2 separate regions of the Mus musculus genome follow, and region 2 is linked to region 1. Evidence: chromatin contacts called from public HiChIP or PLAC-seq data. All regions are on one chromosome and are shown on one strand. The core of a region is the stretch at or near the end of the contact, and the rest is flanking DNA. Distances in the headings are between cores, read along the strand shown.

Region 1 (5,282 bases), core at 535-3,034:
CAGCACTGCGGTAGCAACAGCAAAATCAGAGAGAAAATGGAGGGGCATTGGTAAAGAAAGTGAGGTAGCCACCAGAACCGGAAAAGAGAATCTGTTCATTCTAACGTTCCATGAATAAGAAGGAAGGCGTCGCCCCCATCAGAACTGCAGAGTCATAGCAGGCCCCAGCCATTTCCAAGCATACTCCCGCAATATTCTTAAGCCAGACAGCGGGAACTCACACACAAAGACAAGACTGCAGAAAAAAAAGTTAATCACCAAATGTCAATTCGCTATAGGAACTGTGGCCTCCCACATGGGGACAGGAGATCTTAAAGCACTCCTGTCACAGACTGAATCCACACTAATTTGTTAAACCACATTAAGTAGTAAAATGCTGAGCACCTGTGATATGGGACTTGAATTCTGTTATGTGGTAGGGGAGGGAGTGGGAGTGGGGAGCAAAGAAATTAAGAGAATGGTCCTGTACTTGATACTGGTGTCAAAATCTTAAAGAGCATTGCATAGAAACAAGCATAACAATAAGCAGTGTTGGAGACTGGTTGACGAATATTCTCCAAATGTGTGGCAACCCAGTCAAAAGCCATCAAGTCACATGAAAAGGAGGCACCGTGAAGCATAAATCGGTATTAGTTCTTTTACTACCATCACTAAAGAGGGAGTGACTTGGAGAAGTGTTATCCCCCTCCAGCGACTCCCCAGATTTTTTTAAATCACCCTTAAACCATCCCCTTTTTAGAGCTATGTTGCGTAACTGGGGATAACAGTATATCGATGAATCTCTATAGGTGGAGAAGAGAAATCAATGGCAGTTCGCCATCTTGGAGGAAAAAAAAAAAAAACTATAGAACCACAAGCTGAAGTAGATTCACCATTCCACCTACGTGGTCCGCGTACCTTTCTCTCCAGCCTAGGCGGCCTGGACACCCGCAAGCCTACGCAAAGTCACTCCATTAATTCCCGGGATCCGGCCACTGCCGCCTCCCACATTCCGCGCTCACAACCGAACCAGATCCAGGGCCAGCCTGCCGCCCAGATTCCCCCCGCCCACACCCGGGGACCCGCACTGCAGCCCGCAGGGCTCCCCGAACGCCGAGGGCCTCCCGGGGAGGCGTCCCCTCCTCCACCCTGGCAGCCGCAAGCCGGGGCGCCGCCGGGGCGAAGAGTCCGGCCGCCCCGCCCCCGCGCGGCCTCGGGCAGCATCCCCAGGCTCAGCTGCCCGCAACCGGGCTCCGGCTGCATCCCCTTCCTCGCGGGCGGGCGAGGAAGCCGGCGGTACCCTTCCCTTCAGCCCTAGCCGCATCCCTTCCTCGCGGGCGGGCGTCCCCTTCTCAGAGGCCCGCCGCACACCTGCCGGCTTGGCGCCCCCGGGCCTCACCGTGATGCTCTGGAAGACGCCCCCGGCCGTGGCTGCCCAGACGTATTTGGCGTCGCAGTAGCCGACAATGGCGGCCTCCTGGCAGCAGCCATCGCACATCAGGTTATCCACGTAGCTCTGCCAACCGGCCATCTTCGAGCCCTTCGCACTGCAGCGGGGACGGCAGGAGCAGAGGCGCAGCAGCGGCAGCGGCGGCGGCGGCGGCGGCGGCGGTGGAGGCGGGGCGGGGGCGGGGAGGAGGCGGCTCTGCGCAGGCACCGACCGCCCCTCTCCGGGGAACTGCGGCGGGCGGTGACAGGACCCGCAGCGGGGAGCGCCGGGCGGCCGCGGCCGCGGGGCTCAGGAGCCGGCGGCGGAGCGACGCTGGCAGCGGGGCTGGTGACGGCCGTCTCACACCGCCGCAGCTCCCTCGGCTCTCCGCGGCCGGCGGGATGTGCGCGCGCGTGCGTGCGATCCTTCCGCAGCGCAGCCGGCGAGGGTCCCCGGGAGGGCGGGGGAGCCGAGGCGGGGGCGCGGAGGGATACCGCCGGGGACAATCACGGCCCACACGTGCGGGAGGCGAGTGGGCGTGCGGCTGGGGCGCGGCGGCGGAGGCCTCACCACCGGCTAGGAGGCGAAGCAGCTTGAGTGGGCGCCGTGGGGTGCCGGAGCTCTGGGCGCCCAGCGGCCACGCTCACCTCTCAAGCGCCCGCTCGGGGACGCGGTATTGACAGCATCGGTGTCGGGTGGCAGGGTTGCCCTGGTGACGGGATGCGGAGGGTTTACCCTTTGTAGTGGGAGCGGCCAGTGCGGATGGCCCACACTTGGGGAGGTGTCTCTTAGAAGACCTTGGCCAGCTGCGCCTGCACGCTCCTGAAATCAGAGCAGCTCTATGCTCTTTGTTGCCTCCTTTGAGTACAAGGAACTTCAGGTTCAGTGGAGCTTTTGCCCTGAACCCAGTGCTGCTCATCATGAGTGTGGCTCAGTCGTCCAGAAATTCTAAACAAAACAGACCCTATGTGCACCTGGTAACTGCAAAAGTTAGTGTGCGTTAAATACATCCATGAAATACAAAGAATAATCAAGCTAGAAAAGGAGTCATTGAACTAGACCAGTGGTTCTCAAACTTCCTAATGTGACCCCGTGATACAGTTACTCATGCTGTGCTGACCCCCAACCTTAAATTATTTTGTTTCTATTTCATAACTGACATTCTGTTAGTTATGAATCATACTGTAAATATCTGATGTGGAGGATATCTGATATGTGACCCCAAAGGGTTTGAGGCCCACAGGTTGAGACCCACTGTACTAGATGGTGAAAATAGTTCAGAATCTAGATCTGAGGAAGACTTGTATAAGACAGGGTGGGAAGTGGTTTAAGGGTCTCTGAACATTCACCTACATCTTTATTAATTTTATGTGCTGGGTCTAGACCCAGCATCAGATGTTCCCCAGTGATGACTAGTTTAAATGGATGACAAACTTGACCTGCCTATTAAGGGAAAGAAAGCTCCAATAGATTGCAAGCTGTTGTCAATTTTAAAGTTGTGGGGTACACTGACAATTTTATAATAGCATCACTGAACTTTTGCTTATTTATTTATTGGACTTTAAAAAATAAAACTAATGTCCTAGTGTTCTGATCGCTGTGAAGAGACACCATGACCACAGCAACTCTTTTTTTTTCCATTTTTATTAGGTATTTACCTCATTTACATTTCCAATGCTATACCAAAAGTCCCCCATACCCACCCACCCCCCACTCCCCTACCCACCCACTCCCCCTTTTTGGCCCTGGCGTTCCCCTGTAGACCACAGCAACTCTTACAAAGAAAAAAAAATTAAAAGGGACTGGCTTACAGTTTTAGAGGTTTAGTCCATTATCATCATGCTTGGGAGTATACAAGCTGACATGATACAGAGGCATCGCTGAGAGTTCCACATCTAGATCCCAAAGCAACAAGAAGAGTCCTGGTCCTGAATTTGAACTTTTGAAACCTCAAACCCCACCCACAATGACATACTTCCTCCAACAAGGCCACACCTCCCAATCCTTCCTGTGTAGTGTCATTGATGACTAAGCATTCAAATGTATGAGCCTTTGGGGACCATTCTCATTCAAACTACCACAGGTAGGACTAAGACCATGGAAACTAGAGGAGGGCCAACAACAGAGTAGTCAGCTGTCAAGTTGGGACAGTATTTGTCCTCCTGTTTGGAAGATAGAGAATTCTGCTCCTTATACAGGAATCTGTCCACTTCTGCCTTTGTGTCCTCATCTGATTTAATCTCCCTTACTCTTTCCTATTTATCATTCTGCCTGTTTGTCACAATCATTTTAATTCTTAACTTTTATTATCACCTTAAAAAAATAAAGATGGGGTGGAGAAATGGTTCAGTAGTTGGGACTGGGTGCTCTTCTACCAGGTCCCGGGTTCAGTTCTCAGCATCTATATGGCAGCTCACAACTGTCTGTAACTCCAGTTCCAGGGGATCCATAGCACCAAGTATGCAGGTGGTATACATATATATGCATGCAGGCAAAATACCAAGATGCATAAAATATTTTTTTTAATTAAAGATGGGGCAGGGGGTGTAGTGTCACATATCTTTAATCCCAGCACTAGGAAGGCAGGCTCAAAAGGAACTCTTCAATTTGAGGTCATGTCTTAGTCAGGGTTTCTATTCCTGCACAAACATCATGACCAAGAAGCAAGTTGGGAAGGAAAGGATTTATTCAGCTTACACTTCCACACTGCTGTTCATCACCAAGGAAGTCAGGACTGGAACTCAAGCAGGTCAGGAAGCAGGAGCTGATGCAGAAGCCATGAAGGGATGGATGTTTCTTACTGGCTTGCTTCCCCTGGCTTGCTCAGCTTGCTTTCTTATAGAACCCAAGACTACCAGCCCAGGGATGGCACCACCCACAGTGGGCCCTCCCATCCTTGATCACTAATTGAGAAAATGCCTTATAGTTGGATCTCATGGAGGCATTTCCTCAAGGGAGGCTCCTTTCTCTGTGATAACTTTAGCTTGTGTCAAGTTGACACACAAAACCAGCCAGCACAGGTCATGTGTACATATAGTGTTATAGGTTAGCCAGGGCTACATAGTGAGACCTGTCAAATTAATGGTGACTAGACTACAGTTAGCCAATAAAATGGATATGCTTACTTTGTGAAAATTTATAAAATGATAAATGTTTAGAATTTGTCTCCTTTATGCATTCTATAATCCAGTAAATTTAAACAGTAAATAAGGTAATAGAAAAGATAGTAATTTGGAGAAATATAGAAAGTATGTTTTGTTCGTTACTGTGATGCAGGATTCTGGTGGGTGTGGTGGCCACAAGAGGAAATGATTTCCTGGAGGCTGCAGAGTAGTTCTGTTCAACATGACTCAGTAACTGGTGTTGGTTCAAATTTTGAGAGTCTATCCCTGAGTAGTTTATTTTAGGTGTCTTTAAATACAACACAACCTGGTGAAATTTCTCCTAGATGAATAGCTCAGTTTCATGTGCACAACAAAGCTTCAGAGGTAACTACATCAAAACGTGTGACATCTTCCATAAAGATAGGTTATACAGATTGACAAGCTCACGATAAGAGTCTGGGAGAGGATTTGGTGTGGTCTTGGCTGCACAGACAGCACAAAGGTCACCAGAGTATCAAGTGTGCCTGTTCTCAGCCATCTGGGTAGAAAACAGGTTATATACCCTCCCTTTGAAGGGGTGGCCCTGTGTCTTTAGCATTCCTCGTTCCCACTAGTGCTTACCTGTAAGTACTAGGACCTCAGTGCCTCTCACGCTCTCATGTTTTTAAGATTTTATTTCTGGAATTTATTATTTAATTCATATTCTTTTATTGTTGTATTGAAATATTGAAAGTATTAGAAGAGCTGCATATTTTGGAAATCCTAGTCTA
Region 2 (5,751 bases), core at 2,469-4,968, 490 kb after region 1:
TTTTCATTTCTTGCAAAATTGTAGCAGTTTTTGGTTTCTGTTTTTGTTGTTTGTTTTTTTTTCTCTTCAGAAAGTAATATGGAGATAAAACAAAAGGTTATTGATGGGGGAACTCATCAATTGGTGTTTTTATGGTCAAAAATAAAATCCCTTTGTGATTTTCTCCCCTACTAGCTAGATCCTAAATTGATTTTTAAAATACCATCCTTCTCCCCCAAGACTTAGAAAAAAGGATCAAGCCGGGTGTGGTGGCGCACGCCTTTAATCCCAGCACTCGGGAGGCAAAGGCAGGTGGATTTCTGAGTTCGAGGCCAGCCTGGTCTATAAAGTGAGTTCCAGGACAGCCAGGGCTATACAGAGAAACCCTGTCTCGAACAAAACAAAACAAAACATACAAAACAAAAAAGAAAAGAGGATCAACGGAATGTTCCCGTTTTGTCCACTTGGAGTTTTCGTTTAGTGACTAAATTGACCGAACTGAAAAGAAATCCAGATAAAACATCAGAGATAAGTGTGGCTTTATAAAAATGAGTGGTATGTGGCAGCATGTCACTTCCCAGGGAGCTGCTCCTCCAGAGACAGGGACAGGAAGTCAGTCAGGAGCTATCTATCCTCTTCATCCATCCTTGTGGAATCCCCAGGACCACTCAGAGTGTCAGGCACAGATGGAAGATTATGAAGGAAGCATTTGCCAAGTGAATGAAAAGGGGGGATGGGGAGGGCTAGAGGGAGGGAGAGAAGAAAGGGAAGACCAACAGGAGGGAGGAAGGGAGGGAGACAGAGAGAGAAAGAGGTATTGGAGAGAGAGGTAAAGAGGGAGGGAGGCAGGAAGGGGTGAGGGAGAGAGAGAGTAAGAAAGAGAGGAGGGGGCTGGGGGGGGGGACAAGGGGTGAGTGAGGCAGAGAGAGAAAGACAGAGAGTCAAAGACCAAGACAATTAGACAGAGAGAGCGAAAGAGCCATTAAAGTTTGAGGGAAATAGGCAGGCTAGGAGGAGATTTCCTCCCTGGGATTCCTGATCCAGCCTTCACATCCCACCCAGTGTTTTGCAGTGGATCTAACTTCGGAGTCCCCAGGAAAAGAAGTGATTTTGGCATCGGTAAATCCCCAGGTTCTCTAATAGCTTACCACTCGGCATCTTATTAGTTAATTTCCTGTTTGAAATGAGATTTATTTATTTATTTTATTTTTAAGGCACTCTTACTTTGAAGTTCAAGCTGACTTCAAATAAGTAACAATCCTTCTGTCTCAGCTTCCCAAGTGCTGCAATTATAGGCGTGCACCACCTTTGTTGGCAAAACTGATACTTTAAACTATCATCCATAATACTAAAGAAAAAAGGAATTCCCCAGCTTCTCATCTGGACCATCTATGTTCAATACATACCCATAAATGTCTCTTCATTTGCTTTCTCCCTTGGTGCAAAAATAGACGGCGACTCACCAGCTCTTTCGTTTCTTTAGTAACACTTTTGCGAAGAGTTACTGCACTCCAGCAGTTAGACTTCTGCACAACTTCAAAGGGGCTCTCTGAGAGCTGACATTTAATTTGCTGCTGCTACAAGGCACTGTGTTTGTTTGATAACTTAGCCCTCCCTCCCCACGCCCCACTCCACCCCCGCGCCCCATCCCCTGAGCCAGGTGTTTCTCCATCTCTGGATAAAATAAGGTGTCAAAGCCCTGGACTTTGGCTATGTTCCCAAAGGGTATTAAAATACACTGGAAAGATGAACCTTCTTGGCTGGAGGACGATGCCTGAGAGGAAAGGAACACAAGCTGGTCTGACAGGATCCTGGGCTTGGCCCTGATTCATCCCACCTCGTCTTACCTGGACTAACTGCTGTTTTTGGTGAGGTTAGCGGAGCTGAAGCGTGCTCTGAGGATCTGAGATTTCATCATATGCTATTAGGTCACATTTCCCCCAAAGTCAGGCCTGCTCATATCTGAATTACTGAGCTCATTATTCGTCAGGTTTAAAAAAAAAAAAATGTTTATCTCCAATGTTGCTCCAGTATATTTTAATTTTAGGACAGACGTTTTATCCGACACAAGCACAGCTTCTGGTAAACTGTTCTGAGTTTATCTATATATAGTTTTAGAAGCTGGAGGTCTACGAAAAGTAAAGAGTACTCCAAGATAAATCAGACCTACTAAAAATAAAAGGAACTGTGGTTGGCTCTTCTGTTTGTTATCAGTGCTAGGAAAGTAATTTCCCCAAATCACAGAAAGAAGGAGAACAGGAAAAATAAAAACTATGGCAGTTCTAGGCTAATTAACCCCCTGGTTTGGATATGTTTTCATTTAGTGTTTAAAACAAGATACGAATTCACGTTATTTTCCACCTTGCTTCCTTAGCCTGACATCACAAACCCTGTTCTCCCGTTTTTGCTGTATGGTCTCTTCCGTGGCACAGACAGGTTTTAGTGAACAAAAGAGGCTGGCAATTTAAAAAGAAGGGGGAGGGGAGAGGAGAAGGAGTGGGTGGGGAAAGAAATACAGATCATATGACATTTACTTAAGTCATATCTTATCATCAAATTATTTTTCATTGGTATTGCAGAGGATCACTCTTCTAGACAATGTTCTAACATACACAGAATGCATCTGAGGGGGCATACTAAAATTTGTATTTGTTTTTGTTGTTTTTCTCATTGTGTTTTGAACTGCCAGGGATCCGCCTTTTGCCTTCGCACATGCTGGCCACTTTATTAACAAACTGCAGGCCCAGGCTCCAGAACTATTTTAAAGATTATTTTTCAACAAGGAGGCAGCGACACTCTTTATCTTTTGTTCTTAAAAAAAATTAAAGAATTTGCATGGAGGAGCACAACCTCCTAGAATTCTGAGTTTTATTGGAAATCAAGTCTTTTTAATATATTCCCTAAGGACAAAAGTGTTTTGCCAGCCTCGGTGCCAATGAGAGCAAGCTTCTCACTTATTATTCTGAGAATTAATAAGTGATACAATGTGAGGGGGCCTTGCCAGAGTCCTCTCGCCAGTTCAGCTGCTGAGCCTTAAAGTGTAATAAAGAAAAATAAGATGGGGGCGGGCAGGTTGGAGCATTGAGCAAGGATGAAAGGGACAATATTGTATGCTCGTATTTCTTTTACACTTGAGATTCTCCCATTTTAGAAGGAAGGAAAATATGGGCAAATGTGAAGGGCCGTGTTTTTAATAAAAGCCTTGGCTGCCATTCTGTAGGAACTGATGCAAGTAATTCTATCTCTTTAAGGGTTCAAAGTAAAAGAAAGAAATTAATTGACAGGACTTCATACGGTATTTGGAAAATGCATTGCTTTGTGCTTGGTGTAATTCTGCTGGGGGGGGGGGGGAGCAAGACCTCTCTCAGATCTAGTTCTGTTTTGTATTATATTTAAGGATGGAACGAAGAAAGAAGGGAGAGAGACAGGGAGAGACGGAGGGATGTCCTCAAACCCAACACGGTGCCGCCTCATTTACAGCTGTCCTGTTGCAAGATAATAGCAGCTTGGATTTTTTTTTTCCTAGTAGAATTAGAAAGTACAAACTTTTGTTGCAGATTTTCTAATGAAACCATGATACATATTTTTCTGACACGCTATAAAAACAAGTCCGCCTGAAGCCCCTGCTGTCAGAGGCCTGCCACGCTGGCTTCCAGGGATGGAATTCCTTGAGAGAGACAGTGTTTCATACCTCTGCCCTCAGCAATTCAGCTCTGCTTCGTTCCAATATGCATTTTTGCGCCATGCATCACAATAACCTTGAACCTGGCCCCTTAGAGGGGACCTTCGCAGTGAGATCCAGCAGTGATTGTGTCTGAGCCACATTCTCTGCAAGATGCTGCCATAGAAACTGAAGCCGTTTATGCCTAACCTGCTCTGGTTTGCTCCTGAGGGCAAGATGTAGAACAGGCATTCTGCAAGGGTCACTGAAACTTGCAAGATTTCTCCACCTCTGGCTAGTGGGAGGAGCCGGAGCTTGTAACTTGGATTGAAGATCATATGAAACCTATTTATGTCTTTTTTTTGTTTTTAATGTTCTCTTTTTTTATTCCCAATCAGACATGGAAGAGACACTGAACCTGAATCAAAAGTAGGTTTATGAGCATGACTGGAACTAGCACTCCATACAGATGAGACGCCGAGTGACCAAAATAAACACAAACTCTCTATGAACCAAATCATTGCAATATACCTGTCTTCAAAGCCCACAGGCTCCTGATGCTCTCATAAATCCACACTGCATTGAAAGGGTGTGCCTCTGGCTTCCACCAGTAGCTTGCATCCACTTGTATCACATTCAGCTGCTCTCAAACCTGCAAATCATTATCTGCCTGGCCGTGCGTGAACTACTGTCCAGAACAGTCTCAGTCCCGATGACCGCTCTATCACTTCCTGACTGCTGTCCTAGTACAAATATAGGTATTGTTGCAACAAGGCAGATAGTAAAGAAGTAACTCCACTGAGTTGGAAAGATCTACAGTTTAGGAAAGTAAATGAACTATATATACCCCCACCCCCTGCATCCTGAGCATTTGAAATACCCAAACCCTTCCCCATCGTGTGCACCAAATGATAATCACCACAGGCCTGCCCAGGGCCACACCCAGTTTTTAGTGATCTCACTTTCATCTCTCACAAAAAGCAAATTAGGATGCAAATGAACATGATTGCTACAAGAATAAAACATGCTAGCATGTTTTAGAAAACTATTATACAAGCCAGTGAATGGTTGGATGGGTAATAGGGCTTGTGGAGCAAGTCTGGCAACCTGAGTTGGATCACTGAAACCCATAGTGGAAGGAGATTCTGAGTCCTCAAAGTTGCCCTTTGTGAAGGGCTGAGAAGCACCTGAAAAAAATGTTCAACATCCTTAATCATCAGGGAAATGCAAATCAAAACAACCCTGAGATTCCACCTCACACCAGTCAGAATGGCCAAGATCAAAAATTCTGGTGACAGCAGATGCTGGCAAGGATGTGGAGAACGAGGAACACTCCTCCATTGTTGGTGGGATTGCAAGCTGGTACAACCACTCTGGAAATCAGTCTGGCGGTTCCTCAGAAAATTGGACATAGTACTACCGGAGGATCCCGAAATACCTCTCCTGGGCATATATCCAGAAGATGCCCCAACTGGTAAGAAGGACACATGCTCCACTATGTTCATAGCAGCCTTATTTATAATAGCCTGAAGCTGGAAAGAACCCAGATGTCCCTCAACAGAGGAATGGATACAGAAAATGTGGTACATTTACACAATGGAGTACAACTCAGCAATTAAAAACAATGAATTCATGAAATTCTTAGACAAATGCATGGATCTGGAGGATATCATCCTGAGTGAGGTAACCCAATCATGAAAGAACTCACATGATATGCACTCACTGATAAGTGGATATTAGCACAGAAACAGAACATCCAAGATACAATTTCCAAAACACATGAAACTCAAGAAGAAGGAAGACCAAAGTGTGGATACTTTGCTCCTTCTTAGAATGGGGAACAAAATACCCATGGAAGGAGTTACAGAGACAAAGTTTGGAGCTGAGATGGAAGGAGAGACCATCCAGAGACTGCTCCACCTGGGGATCCATCCCATATACAACCACCAAACCCAGACACTATTGCATATGCCAGAAAGATTTTGCTGACAGGACCATGATATAGCTCTCTCATGTGAGGCTATGCCAGTGCCTGGCAAATACAGAAGTGGATGCTCACAGTCATTTATTGGATGGAACACAGGGCCCACAATGAAGGAGCTAGAGAAAGT

The links. HiChIP or PLAC-seq counts read pairs in DNA pulled down with a chosen protein or histone mark.
Region 2: an H3K4me3 HiChIP or PLAC-seq map of forebrain shows a contact between it and region 1, with 7 times the contacts expected there. The contact joins the enhancer-like site here to the promoter of Pfn2 in region 1. A contact is called at or near these places in 8 of 39 promoter capture datasets (the 3T3-L1 cell line, cranial neural crest, embryonic stem cells and 3 more), 1 of 15 datasets of contacts at CTCF or cohesin (the NIH/3T3 cell line) and 4 of 115 datasets of contacts at active chromatin or transcription factors (embryonic stem cells, forebrain, pancreatic cancer cells and 1 more).

The regions. Positions count from the first base shown.
Region 1 is chr3:57,845,973-57,851,254 of GRCm38.p6, forward strand. It overlaps Pfn2 (profilin 2), which reads right to left and starts at 1,785. Exons shown (of 3, transcript NM_019410.3): 1 at 1,379-1,785. The coding sequence starts at 1,510.
Region 2 is chr3:58,332,508-58,338,258 of GRCm38.p6, forward strand. No RefSeq gene overlaps it. Among named protein-coding and RNA genes, the nearest start is that of Gm32847, 34 kb to the left of the region's middle. Within about 2 kb of position 3,719, at least 9 of the 459 cell types and tissues checked have an H3K27ac peak or open chromatin away from gene starts, as enhancers often do.